Regions from separate parts of the Mus musculus genome. Here all the other regions are linked to region 2. A link is a contact called in public Hi-C data. All regions are on one chromosome and are shown on one strand. Each heading gives the region's core, a stretch centred on a gene start, on an enhancer-like site or on the middle of the called end of the contact. The rest is flanking DNA. Distances are from core to core; before and after follow the strand shown.

Region 1 (4,509 bases), core at 663-3,162, 420 kb after region 2:
CAGTCTCCATTTAGCTCTTACACTCTCAACATTGTAGCTTTGAGGGGAGACTTTCATTTCTCAGACTGCCTTGCATTCTACAGCTGCAGATGCTATTGGGCCATGCACTCCTTTGTTGTTGATACTGTTGGCGTCTTGCTATGTAGCCCAGATTGGCCCAAAGACTCTTATGACTCCGTTCCTCAGAGCTGGGATTACGGCAAGGTACCACCATCCTGACCCACGAAGCTCTGATGAGTGGTGGCTCGTTGAAGCCCAGGCCTGCGGATGCAGGGGTGAAGAGCCCTCAGGTCTGAAGGTCTGAGAATAAGTAGCCTCGAAGTGCAGACTCAGGAGAAGATACATCTCAGTTCAGGAAGAGATTGTGCACCATTCTTCCATCTGGTTTATTTGGGCCCTGGGCAGACAGGGTGATTCCTATCCCTGTTGTTGAAGGTGAATCCTCTTTGCTCAGTTACAGACTCAAATGCTAATCTCATCCAGAAACTAACTACATCCAGATACAATGTCTGCCAACTATTTGGTCCCGCCTTAGCCCAGTCAAGGTGGTATATAACATTAATCGTCTCAGGGGCTGGAGAGGCCCAGAGATGAGAGAACTTGCTCTTCTTGCAGAGGAGTTCAATTCCACAGACCCACAGCCACCTGTAGCTCCAGCTCCAGGGATCCAACAACCTTTTGTGACCTCCATGGGAATATACATATATACATACACACATATACACAAACACACACACATTCGCATGCATATATGTACACATAGACACATAAATAAAACAATAAAAAATTATTTTTAAAAATAAACATATAGAGAAAACAAGAATGTATAATACATCATATGTAATACATAATACATAAAAAGTCCCATCATAAAATGACCAGTACTCTATGATTCCATTTATATGGGGCACTTGGAATAGTCATGTTCCTAGAGATAGAGATCTGGATGGTAGTTGTTGGTGGCTGTTGAAGGCACCTCTGGTGTTTACCAAATAGTGTAATGGATGTAAGCTACAGTTCTGTATTATGTGAGAGTACTTAGCACTACTCAACTAAATACCTTTGAGTGGTGAAGGTATCTGGGATTGGTGGAATGCTTGCAATCCCAGGGCTTTAGAGATTACAAACTGGAGTTCAGCCTGGGCTACACTGCAGGGCCCTGTATACAGATAAATAACCCTGAGATGATGAGTGTCATACTCTTGTGTATTTTCCCACCGTTAACAATTGTTGTGCAAAGTTTCTGCACGCACTGAATCCTTTGTTGCCCAGTGTTCGGCAGATTCCACTTTTTGTTTGGCTGAGATGTGTCTTCAGCTACAGATCTATTTGGTGCCAATTTTAGTAATGGTAGAATGAAGTTCAAATAAACTTTCCTCTCGAGAAAGGCCTAACTCCGGCAAGTTGCCAGGACAAGAGAAGAAGCAAGCACATGCAACAGTGCGGAAGGCACCGAATCCTGCAGGCACACTCTGTAGGTGATCTTGACACCAGGATTGGAGCCGTGAGGGGAGTGGAGGAGACAGGCAGCCGTCAACCACACTATAATCCACAACATGTATTATCACTGTCTTCTGGATTATAGATGTTTCTTTCAATGAGTCAGGAAGGTTGACTGGCTGATGGATTTAAAAAAACAAACAAAAACAAAACCCTCATAGGGCTTTCCTTATATAGATTGTCCTCAGGAGACCTCTGACTGAATGTTCCCTCCTCCCTAGCTAGCAGCTGCTTCTTAGCATGTGTGTTTACAGAAATACCAGTAGTTATTGCATGTTCCTTGCCATGTGATTAAGCATTGCCATAAAGCCCTGGCTAGATTAGGGAAAGATCTTCCCTTTCTGAGACTGGAACCAAACTAGTGTCCATGACGGACAGCTTCTGCCACCTACTGGCCAATGGTAGTATCACTTGCCAAATGCCTCTACTTGCCAAGGAGAGAGAGCTAGAAAATTCAATATAGGAGGACACACTATATGGGCTTGCTCACACACGCACGCGCGCACACACACGCACACACACACTGAATCATATATTTTAGCGTTATATCACAGAGTATATACTCAGATGTTGGGTTAAGTGGAGTCTACCCCACTATTGCTGACAACTTTCATTTAGCATCTCCCTCAACTCTTAGAAACAGTGCATGAGGTAAGCTCCATTGTTCTCATTTTAGAGGTTGGAAAACTGGAGAACGGAAGTGTCCTTCTGATATGACAAGGGATCAGAAGCACCATGAATAATATATTGGAAAGAAGGCCTACAGTGAAATTACTATCTTCTCTCTCCATTTTAAATTTAATTTTGTTACTTTATGAGTTCTGCTTGATTTTCATATGTTTATCACATGCATACAGTGTCCAAGGAGTCCAAAAGGCAGTGTCAGATCCCCTGGAACTGGAGTACAGGCTGTTGTGAGCTGCCATACAGGTGCTGGGAACTTAGGAAGAGCAACCAGTGCTCTTAATGCTGAGCCATCTCTCCTGTCCCTGCTTCTCCATTTTTTTTTCAAATCAAACACACCATTGTAAAGATGTCTAGTGTGCTCTAAAGAATCCAGAAGAGCCAGCTTAAGAGTCAGAGAGATGACTCAGCAGTTAAGACCACCAGTCGCTCTTCCAGAGGATCTGGGTTCAGTTTCCGACACCCACATACAACCAATCTTCCAACCACGGTCTGGAGTTCCAGATAGTCTGATACCCTCACATAGACATGCATGCAGGCAAAATACCAAGGCAAAATACCAATGCACGCAAAATAAAATAAATAATTTTCTTTTTAAAAAAAAAAGTCCTACAGAAAATAGCAGCTAATGCTTCTGTCCAGGTTCACTCTGGCAAGGTCACCGCTTTCCAGACCTCCCACAGTGAGTGTAGCAGGTGGCTGTGTCCTCATTACTTACCTTCAGTTCATATCAACAAACACATGGCTATTTCTCCAAACAAAACAAAACAAACCTTACATCCTGAAAATTTGCCACCACTGAAGATCTTTATGCTCTGGAGTCCCTCATAGTCATTCAAGCAACAGTGCAAATATGCAAATGTGTAAAATTTCCAAGCGTGACCAGGTGAGACAGGAGTACATCCGTGGACATATATGGCTTGATTAAAAAAAAAATCAGTTTTAGACCCACAGTTGAAATTTAGAGGAAAGGGCTGGGGAGATGGCTCAGCAGGTAAGAGCACTGACTGCTCTTCTGAAGGTTCTGAGTTCTATAAATAAATCTTTGGGCCGGAGCAAGCAGGGACTGAGTGAGTGGGGTTGACTAGAGCAAGCAGAGGTCCTATACTCAATTCCCAGCAACCACATGATGGCTTACAACCATCTGTTCAGCTACAGAGTACTCACATACATAAAATACATAAATAAATCTTTTTTAAAAAGAGAAATTTAGGGAAAGAATCAGTTGTACTGGCAACCTCCCCAAAGACAGGCCCATCCCTTCAGGAAGAACATTCTAGACACTGTATCTTCTCACTTTCCTGCCTCTTTCTAGTGGGCCGTGGACAGTGATCAACAGTCGCCTGTCTTTACTGAAGGGAAAGGAATGAGACCTGCAGTTTGAGCCCACTGTTTCCCGTTGGCATAATCAACAGCACACCTCCATCTAAAAACAAGACAGCCTCCTGCTGGTGTGAGGTACAGGCTCCTCTCCTCCCATCCCCCCCCCCCCCAATCCCCTCTCCTCCCCTCCTCTACCCTTCTCACAGCATCAACTTGACTGGAACCAGAACCAGGGGTGCAGTCACCTTGCTAGCACACAGAGTGGGACGCAGGTCTTCACAAGGGGTGGCACTGTTGATTTATGAACTTCTAGTACTCAGAGTCCATGGTTGGGGATGGGGGTTGGGGGAGGAACAGATTTCCTATAGTAAAGGTTTCAAAATAATGTCTATGTCAATATATTTAGCAATGTATATCCATTAGCTTTTACTAATGACCATTTCCTTATAAGATGTCTATAGCTGAATCCTGAAGACTGCTGTTGTTCTTGAGAGAACAGGGAAGGTTTCTGGCCAAGGTTCAAGGCAGAAATGGGCTGGAGATTTCATTTCCAGACACCATTCTTGTATTCACTGTGATGCATTAAAGGAATGAGTACCAGTCCATGAACACAGGAAATTGAAAGGCAGGACTAATAAAAGTTCTTAGACAATCTCTACCCCTGCTTTGTCTCTCTCTCCTTCCTCCCGCCTCACCTCTCTCTCTCCTTCTTCACCTTCCTCCCTCTTTCTCTCTCTCCCTTCCTTTCCCTCTCTCCCTTCCCCTCCTTCCCCTCCCCCTCCTTCTCCTCCCCATCTCCCGTTACCTCCCCCTCTGTCCCAGGACCAACAGGAAACCGTGAAGGTGATTCACCGGGAGGATCAGACAGGATGCTGTCTCCTTGGCCCTACTGCTCCAACACGTCTGCCAACATTGACCTGTGGCTTCTTCCTGAAACCCAGTCAGCCATCCCAGTTTGCTTTCTGTTGCTGTGATAAAGACCCTCAGTGAAAGCTACCTGGA
Region 2 (4,272 bases), core at 633-3,132:
ATCACAAGAAACACCTTTTGGTTTACACTGCTTCCTTCCCCCTTGGTCTGGGACATGTGCAGGCATGAGTTGATTGGAGTGTACACAGACAACAGGAGAACCCAGCATCAGATAAAGTGGAGCTAAAACGGGGGTCCACACAGATCAGCTTTGATAAAACACAAGTTTCACTAAAGCAATATGCACAGGAGCATTTGTATACTTTAAACTTGAAGCCTGTCCGTCTCGCTTTCCTAAGAAAGGGAGCCCACTATGCTATCTGACTCCGTGCTTTTAGAAATGACGGTGGTTCCTATAAATCACCAACAAGGGAGAGGCCGAAATTATAGCTTGCTTGGATGAAACCAACCAGAGATGTGTGGCCTCGGGCCATGTTCTCCAGAGGCCCTCATTAATTGAAAGCTGGAGTTTAATAAGATAAGTTGCTTTCTTAAACTGTTGCCATTAAAGGCATGAATATCAATGTAAAATCACACTAGATCTGACTCACGGAAGGATGGGGTCTCTTCACATGGTAGTCGCAGGTCCCTCTTGTAGCAAACGCAGTCACTAGGAGGTAAGGTGAACTGTTATCTGCTCTTGTCTGTGACACAATTGTGTGTCGCAGTTGGAGGGAGCGGTTGGGCATTTTGGTTTTAGGCTTTGTTCATATCTGAACTGAACCACACATGCCACCTCTGTTTAGTGACTGGAGGTGGCGAGTGCTTCGGTTTCTCCCCTGAGGCAAGCGGAAAGAGCTGTGTTATTCACTCCATAGCATTGAGCTGCTTTTCTGAATGAGGGTTCCCTGTAGCTACTGAGGGAGGGCAGCTTGGCTCGTCAGCAAGTGCACCCCATCCAGAGCCACGGGGTCTACTCTAGTGTCGGATGCTGAACCCTGCGTGCTCGAGAATCTGGGTGCCATTATCACCCCGTTCTCTGTCACGTTGAGTGGTGCCAGGAACCCTGTCCACCTGGCTGCCTTTACATGCTTCGGACATGCTTTTGAAGCAAGTGCGTTGGACCCTACAGGCGCAGGCTGCATCTGTCTGGGTGTAGGCAAATATGAGAGGAGACTGAAGCACTGGGGTGTGTTCGAATGGCTGGCGGGGTGTTGGGCTAGACATCCTTGTGTTGATCTACACCACACACCACGTGTGAGGGTGCTGTGGGGCCTGGCAGGTGCTACACCTGCAGGGCTACCCGGCCGTTGTGGGATAGGGAGCCGTGAACGTGCAACCAAGAGGAGGTGCAGGTGCCCGGAGGGGAACTTCAGGCAGGTTCTCAGGGTAATTTTTTTTTTTTTTAAATCTCTGGAGGAGGAAATGAAGATGCAAAGAAAGGACGGTTTGGCCCTTCTGCAGACACATAAAAATAATAAGGTGATTGCATCATCCCTTGCCTAGACTTCACCTCGCTGAACCAAAGCAGGAGGTTTTAGTTGTGGTTAAAGTGTGTTACATCCCACTTAGCATTTCAGAACAGCATGTTCCTGCCCTGAGTTGAGTATTTTGTCCCTCGTAGCTCTCACAGGAGACATACTACCAATCTTGAACCCTGTTTGGCTGGCTGTAGAGCAGGACCCGCTTCTGGTTCTGAGGCCAGCCTGGCAGGATCCCCACCAAGCAGAACTGTGTGTCACACCTCCAGGGTGGGTGGAGAGATAGCCTCCCGCTGTGAGTGAGATTGTGAAGTGGTTTCTGTGTCCCTATAAAAGGCCTCCACTTTTAACAGTTACTGCTATACGACGCAGAGGAGATAGGATACACGTTTGGTCCTTGAGAATATTTGCAGTCTGTACATAACTGTCAAGCCAGCGTGGCCATGGTAGATCTGTGACGACCGCTCAGCTTGCTTGCTGTGCTGGGGGGTTGTGGGGGGAGCACATTTGTTCCTCTGATGTTCAGAGGCATTACGTCATACCGGTAGGGTGCCTCTTGTGCACTGTCTCCAGCCGTCTCGTGATCGCTAAGCTATGAGACCCAGGCTGTTTAGATGCACATGTTCTCTTTGTGGCAAATGGGAAGTGAATGCAGTCCCTGGGCAGCCGTTGCCTGGCCTCGAGGCAGCCGTGGGCATTGAACCAGCATGGAAATCTCAGTAAATTCTCTGTCTGAGGGTGGAGAGAGGGGAAAGGCCTCATGGCTGCTATACTCAACATTGTTTAGACGGCTGGGTTAGGATCCCATAGAGGCGTGGTATAGCTGTGTTGTGGGTACCCCTCAGCCTCCTGGATGGCTCACTCAGTGGTGAGGATGGAGGCCGGTGCACCATCCAGGAGGACGTTGGCATTGCCTTCTCAGGAGTCAGCACCTACAGCAGAGACTGCCAGAGTCCTTCCTGGTCTCACAGTCCAAAATTCAGTTTCCTATGATTACTTGCCTTACATGCAAACCTGTTAGAAGTTTAAGACTCTTCAGTGTGGGCATTGTATGTAAAACACCCATCCAACGGAGGGTGTGCCTATTCTCGGACGCTTTTGTCTCTAAGAACTTGGGATAGGATACTGTCAGTCTATAAAAAGGACTTATTTATTCATCTTTTATTTATGTGTATGTGCGCATCATGTGTGTGCAGGTTGTTCTCAGGACAGAGGGCAGTGGAGCCCCTAAAACTAGATGTACAGGCAGTTATGAGCCATCTGAGGGTGCAAAGAACCCAGGTACACAAGAAGAGCAGTATATGCTCACAGCCGTTGAGCTGTCTTTCCAGCCCAACACCACCATTTTTGCCCCACTACCTTGACTGCCAGGAAACAGGACTTGAGGTTATGTTGCCACAGGTCTCACCTCTGGGTCTTCTTGATGTGATTTGAAATCTCTCTCAACCTTTACCTTTAGTTGTGATGTGGTTGTTACTCCAAGCCCCCCTCGCTGGGGTCAGCTCTCTGCATAGTGCTGTGTCGCGTGCGAGCTCTACACAGGAGGTTGGCATTTGCGCTCTACTGTAGCAGAATCTGAGCTGCATTGCTGAGCTTACTCGCAGGGTCTGGTCTCGCATCCCACTCCACAGATCCAGTCTGGAATTCCCAGCCTCAATCGTTGAGAGGCAGCGCTGTGTGGACTCCAGAGTCGCCTCTGTCCACAATCATTGCTCTCCATTCTGGGAATTTGAGTGTGAGGTCCTAGGTGTCACATGCCTTCTAGGTGTGAGTTGGATCCAGCTTACCTGTCCTGGCCCTGCCACCTCTTGTCCTGACACCTCCAGCCATTTGTAGTCTGGGGCAACCACACGGGCCCTGTGGGGTTGCTTTAAAGGCTTAAAAGCCTGAAATTTATTTTTCAGCTGGCAGTGGCAGTGGGTGACTCTTAGACACACAGTCCTAAGGGCACTAGAACATCTTTTCAGGGGGCTGCTTGTCTCTGATGCCTTAAAAAAAAAAAAAAACCCTTCCCACAACTGCATCAGGATAATAGATCGCCCAAGTATCTTTATGACTTAGTAGTTAATGTCTCCGCAGCTCTACGGACCTCAAGTCGAACATCAGTCTCGGCAGCAATGGTGTCTTCACATTCCCCCTCTTTGACTTATTTATGCTGTGCCTCTCAGTGTTTATAGTCACACCTTAACCCCGCCCCAGCCAGTGAGTTCATCTTAGCCACCTTGGTGGAGGTCCTGCCCCGTAGACAGCCATACCTGAGAATTTGGAGGACTCTGTGGCCCATGTAGAGGGGTTGCCAGGAGGGAGACCTTATTGTACTTTCTTTTCTGCTTCAAGAGGTTTTAATCAGGAGGAGCGGTCTGTCTTGTACCAGGCAGCATAGGTGTGGTACTGAGCTGTACCCCAGTCCGCAGATGCCTCTGGGAGTGCCTGCGTGTGAGTTACTGATGCAGACACGCTGGACACAGGCCAAAAGATGGCTCTGCCAAGAGCTGAGGGCCCAGGGAAAAGAAGCTGATGCCCTCACTCTTGCTGTGTTTTCTGTTGTTGTCTCTCTAGTTCTACATAAGCTGTGAGGGACCTTGCAGCACATAGATGTCTTTTCCCCTGAACAGTGACATTTAACTGATGACACCCACCCCGCCCCCACTGCAGATGATGGTCATTTTGAGGCTTGACATGTCCTGGCCCAAGCACCCAGGGGCCTGTACTTCCTCCAGCCTGCCAGCCTGTCACCAGGTGTGTGTGTGTGTGTGTGTGTGTGTGTGCGCGCGCGTGCGCGCGTGCTTGCTCACTGGTGGTTGTGGGACGCTTGGCATGATCCTTTCAACTCTCCTGCTCCTTAAATCAAAGGTTAAGGTTAACTGAAGGCTAAGCTCAGCCTTGGGTTCCCTTGTAGGTGTCAAGGAGCA
Region 3 (4,611 bases), core at 363-2,862, 400 kb after region 2:
CACTTTCTTCCTTGTATTTTCTGTGTTGGATGCATTTTTTTTTGTTTACTTTTGCCCTTATGAAAACCTTTTTTTAAAAAGTCCAAGTGTAAAACCTCTCCTCAAGGGTTCCCCATCCAGCTACAATGTGTCCAGAGCTAAAGCAAAGGAAAAGGGAGAAGGCCTCCTCTGCCCTGGGAGACCAGCGCTGTGGTTGGGAGAGATGGACAGCCTGTGTCAGGGGCCTGGCTTGCAGGGCAGAGGCTAGAGATGGATGCTACCAGTGGATCTCAAGGTTTCTGAACGTTTCTAGAAGGTAAGCTAAGCAAGAAGTTGGTTTGGGTATGTCATTTTTGTTGAACTAAAAATGGACGGCATGGCACGTCACTCTCTACTTCTTTTCTCACGAGTTAGAAAATTGCATGGTGTATGCTTGCAATGTTTTCTGGGAAGGTCTGGATGTGGTAACAGGAGTAAGGCCAGGCTCGGGCTCAGCCTCAGCCGTGGGAAGAGGCAAGGTGCACACATGACTCCCGCAACCAAAACACAGCACAAGAGGTTCTGGGAACTGAAACCACAGGTGAGTCAGCACATGGGAGAGGGAACAGGACAGGGCACGTGAGTAAATCCTCACCCCAGCCCAGCACTTAAGGAGAATGTTCAAAGCAGGAGGCGGGGGAGGGTCCCATCCCAGGTAGGAGGTGCTGGGCCAGGTCACAAGAACCCTTAGGCGAGTCCTAACCACCACTCATCCACTGGCAGGGCTGCATTGCCCAGCTCAGGCAAGCTTTAACTCAGAAGGAGCCCATTACGGCTTGAACTCAAAATGTCCCACACAGGTTCAAGTGTTTGAACACTTGATCCCCAGCTGGTAGCATTGTTCCGGAGGAAGGTTGTAGAGCCTAGGAGGTAGAGCCTTCCTGGAGGAAGTGATTCACTGGTGGGGGGACCCACTCACTTCCTGACTACTCTCTGCTACAGGGCTGCCAAGACAGTGTGGTGTGTCTCCTCAGATTCCTGTTGATGGACTGTGTCCCTTATTAAACCATGAACCACAATAAATGCTTCACTCCCAAAACTGCCTTGTCAGGTATTTTGCCAGAGCAGTAAGAAAGGTAACTACACTGGGCACAAGCTGGCTTCATTTAGGACTCTGAAATATCTGACCCCCATATAGAACCAGCCAGTGGAGGCCCCACCCCAGAAGTTCTTGCTCAACAGACAGACACATCTATCATCGATGTGTTTGTGAAGTCCAGCAACTGATCCAAATCAGTTCCCTCATAGTAAACACTGCACTTAAAGGATTTAAAGGAAATCTCTGTGTAACCAACAAGGAGAAGGGGCCCACTAAGCCTGCTTCCCTCTGAGAAGGAGAAGTAGGTCAAGGCTACGCCCTATCCAGGGATGTGAATGACTCCTGAGCCCGTCTGGTGCTGAGCTAATTCTGTAAGAATGAATTCATCTCATACCCAGCAACCTGGTAACTTGCTTCCTATTGTTATCCCTCCTGAGGAACCCTAGCTTCAGAGAGCTTTAGAACTTCAATCATGGTCAGAGCTAGAATCTGAGTGTTGGCAGCTTTTTCGGAACTTTTCACAACCCCATTGTCCTGAAATGTCTCAGGAGACTGCCACACCCTAACATCCGGGGAATTCCACAAGGGTCAGATCCCTGGGCTTAGCACAGAGTGATCCAAGCTAGGGTGGCATCTCAACAAGAGGTTTATTCATTCTAAAATGCGGGAGATGTGGCTGGGCCATGCATACTAGGAGCATTTGTAGGCTCTCTCTGCCAACATGCCAACCAAGCCTCATGCAGGTTTGGTGAAAGGCAAGAATCAACAATTTTCCAGCCATGCGACAGCTGCTTGGGGGAAGGTAGGCCATGGGATGGCAAGGGTAGGACACACTATTTCCCACTGTCTGGCCTCAACTTGCCCATAGTACAGAAGGCTAGATGCTACTTAGGTTTGGAAGATGGGGCCAAAGCAACAAGTATATGTTAAAAACCAGGGTGTCCTGGCCCCCCATCTCTGTTTTTAACCTGTATAGCCCGTGACTAGGCAGTCTCACGAAGACCTGCTAGCAGCTGTCTCCTGTGGCCCCAGCCATCTTTCTTTTTCTTTTTTCTTTTTTTTTTTTTTATTACGTATTTTCTTCAATTACATTTCCAATGCTATCCCAAAAGTCCCCCCCCCCCACTCCCCTACCCACCCATTCCCATTTTTTGGCCCTGGCATTCCCCTGTACTGGGGTATATAACGATTGCCTGACCAATGGGCCTCTCTTTCCAGTGATGGCCGACTAGGTCATCTTTTGATACATATGCAGCTAGAGTCAAGAGCTCTGGGGTACTGGTTAGTTCATAATGTTGTTCCACCTATAGGGTTGCAGTTCCCTTTAGCTCCTTGGGTACTTTCTCTAACTCCTCCATTGGGGGCCCTGTGATCCATCCAATAGTTGACTGTGAGCATCCACTTCTGTGTTTGCTAGGCCCCGGCCTAGTCTCACAAGGGACAGCTATATCACCGTCCTTGCAACAAAGGCTTGCTAGTGTATGCAATGGTGTCATCGCTTGGAGGCTAATTATGGGATGGATCCCTGGATATGGCAGTCTCTAGATGGACCATCCTTTTGTCTCAGCTCCAAACTTTGTCTCTGTAACTCCTTCCATGGGTGACCCAGCCATCTTTCAAGGCTGGCGTTGTTCCCACTTACACCCTGAGAGTTGGCAACCCTGGTGACTCCTGCTAAAGAGTCATAGCTGCAAGTCTCTAAGGAAGAAGTGTAGATGGCAGGAGACAGGCCCTTCTCCAAGATACAGGCTCTTCTTGGCCCAGGTTCACAGGCCCTTTTCAGGTTCTGTAGCCCATGCATTTTCATTGGTGGGTGTGACACTCTTGCTGGGTTCTCAGAGCAGCCATCTCTGGTTTGGTACATGAGTGTTAGGGGAAAGAGAAAGGCCATTAAGTTATGGCTCCCTTCTGGCTCTCCAGGAGAGGGAAATGAGACGCTGCAGTCACAGTGCACAGAGAGCATGAACCTGTTGCCAGCTGTGAGCTTGCTCTCAGCAGTTTTTGGTACAAGGGCCATCTTGGATGTCAGAGTCAGGCTCTCAATGGCACCCTCCTCCATAGAGCATACACTAGCCTGCTGCTAACTATATTTTATATTCATACTTCTGATTTCTTTTCTAAATTCTTTAAGTATTCAAGCGAAAGTAAGTCTTTCCAGGGGCCACATGAAAGTCTGCATAGATGTGCAAAGGCATGTGTACGCCGCAGGTGTGTTTTCCCACTACCCAGCTGTTCTAAGAGAATCCCAGCTGACTCTAACCCCCGCTGTCCAGAGGAAGGGGTGTCAAGCAGGTAGAAGAGAAGCCAAGGGAGGCTGAACCCAGGATGACAGGACCAGGGCGGGGGGGGGGGGCCAATGACAAGGCTACCCCATTGTTGTCAGAGCAGTGAAGAAGAGGGTGCTGACTGTACCCCCAGATCTGTGTTCCGGAACTGCTCAGATCTTGTTGCCTTCGCCTCCATTATCCCCTTGCTATCGTCTTAGGAATTAATTACCCGATTGCTCCAGGCAGAATACGGGAGCTGGAAGAAGGCCGCAGGCAGTTTGCAGACGCCTGCAGAGCAAGACAAGCCATGTTTGATGCTGAAGAACAGACGAGTCCTTAGAGGATGGATTCTGATGTCCAGTGCTTATTTCGTTCTGACTACATCAAGAGTGGCCAGTCCTCTGACAGAACTCACCTATGAGGCATCTGCCAGCATCCAAGAAGTATAAAAGCACTTCAAGAGGACCTCTGCATGCAATTCAGGATGGCCCAGTGTCGATCTAAGGACCTCATTGTTTTAAATTGGAGTACATGTGAGTAAGACAATACATGGTCAAAAACACAGAAAAACACCACAGGAGCAAACATCTAAAAATAAATAGGAAAAACATCAAAAGCGTCCCAAGACGCCGCTAAGGATTTCTGAGTTTCTTTCATTCCAGATGGCTGCTTTTCCTTTACAGAAAAATATCTTCTGAACTGCTTCTCTAGAACATAAAAAATAGTTTTGTGCAAGTGAGGTCAATTAAGAGTGGACAATAGGACTGGGGGCAGGTGGCTCACTGAATAAAGTGCTTGTCATACAAGAATGAGGGCCAAAGTTCAGATCCAGTTCCTCCATCCACACAAAAAGCCAGACTTGGTGCCATACACTCATAACCCCAGTGCCAGGAAGGAGGAGACAGCCCTGAAGCTTGTAGGCCACCTAGGGCAGGTGGCCAGCTAAGCCAATGGACACAGGATCAGGGAGAGACTTTGCTTCAATGTTTAAAAGTGAAAGTTATTGGGGGCTAGAGAGATGGCTCAGCAGTTAAGACCACTGACTGTTCTTCCAGAGGTCCTGAGTTCAAATCCCAGCAACCACATGGTGGCTCACAACCATCCATAATGAGATCTAGCACCCTCTTCTGGTGTGTCTGAAGACAGCTACAGTGTACTTATTTATAATAATAATTAAATCTTTGGGCCGGAGCGAGCGCGGCTGACCGGAGACAGCAGAGGTCCTAAAATTAAATTCCCAGCAACCACATGAAGACTCACAACCATCTGTACAGCCACAGTGTACTC

Evidence for each region. A called contact is a pair of places that touch in the nucleus more often than the background predicts.
Region 1: a Hi-C map of bone marrow-derived macrophages shows a contact between it and region 2, with 30 read pairs. The contact joins two enhancer-like sites. A contact is called at or near these places in 4 of 484 Hi-C or Micro-C datasets (B cells, the CH12 cell line, bone marrow-derived macrophages and 1 more), 4 of 115 datasets of contacts at active chromatin or transcription factors (T-cell acute lymphoblastic leukemia, epiblast stem cells, large pre-B cells and 1 more) and 1 of 9 other capture datasets (embryonic stem cells).
Region 3: a Hi-C map of bone marrow-derived macrophages shows a contact between it and region 2, with 19 read pairs. The contact joins two enhancer-like sites. A contact is called at or near these places in 2 of 484 Hi-C or Micro-C datasets (bone marrow-derived macrophages and nephron progenitors), 1 of 115 datasets of contacts at active chromatin or transcription factors (T-cell acute lymphoblastic leukemia) and 1 of 9 other capture datasets (embryonic stem cells).

Annotation. Positions count from the first base shown.
Region 1 is chr2:128,571,524-128,576,032 of GRCm38.p6, forward strand. Gm36203 (a long non-coding RNA gene) reads right to left here. Exons shown (of 9, transcript XR_866725.3): 5 at 4,360-4,504; 6 at 3,753-3,869; 7 at 2,958-3,103; 8 at 22-261. Among named protein-coding and RNA genes, the nearest start is that of Gm36203, 18 kb to the right of the region's middle. Within about 2 kb of position 1,913, at least 34 of the 459 cell types and tissues checked have an H3K27ac peak or open chromatin away from gene starts, as enhancers often do. A contact at or near this core is called in bone marrow-derived macrophages, where this site is marked.
Region 2 is chr2:128,151,784-128,156,055 of GRCm38.p6, forward strand. All of the region lies in intron 3 of Bcl2l11 (BCL2-like 11 (apoptosis facilitator)), which reads left to right. Among named protein-coding and RNA genes, the nearest start is that of Gm14009, 16 kb to the right of the region's middle. Within about 2 kb of position 1,883, at least 77 of the 459 cell types and tissues checked have an H3K27ac peak or open chromatin away from gene starts, as enhancers often do. A contact at or near this core is called in bone marrow-derived macrophages, where this site is marked.
Region 3 is chr2:128,551,674-128,556,284 of GRCm38.p6, forward strand. No RefSeq gene overlaps it. Among named protein-coding and RNA genes, the nearest start is that of Gm39928, 4.3 kb to the left of the region's middle. Within about 2 kb of position 1,613, at least 26 of the 459 cell types and tissues checked have an H3K27ac peak or open chromatin away from gene starts, as enhancers often do. A contact at or near this core is called in bone marrow-derived macrophages, where this site is marked.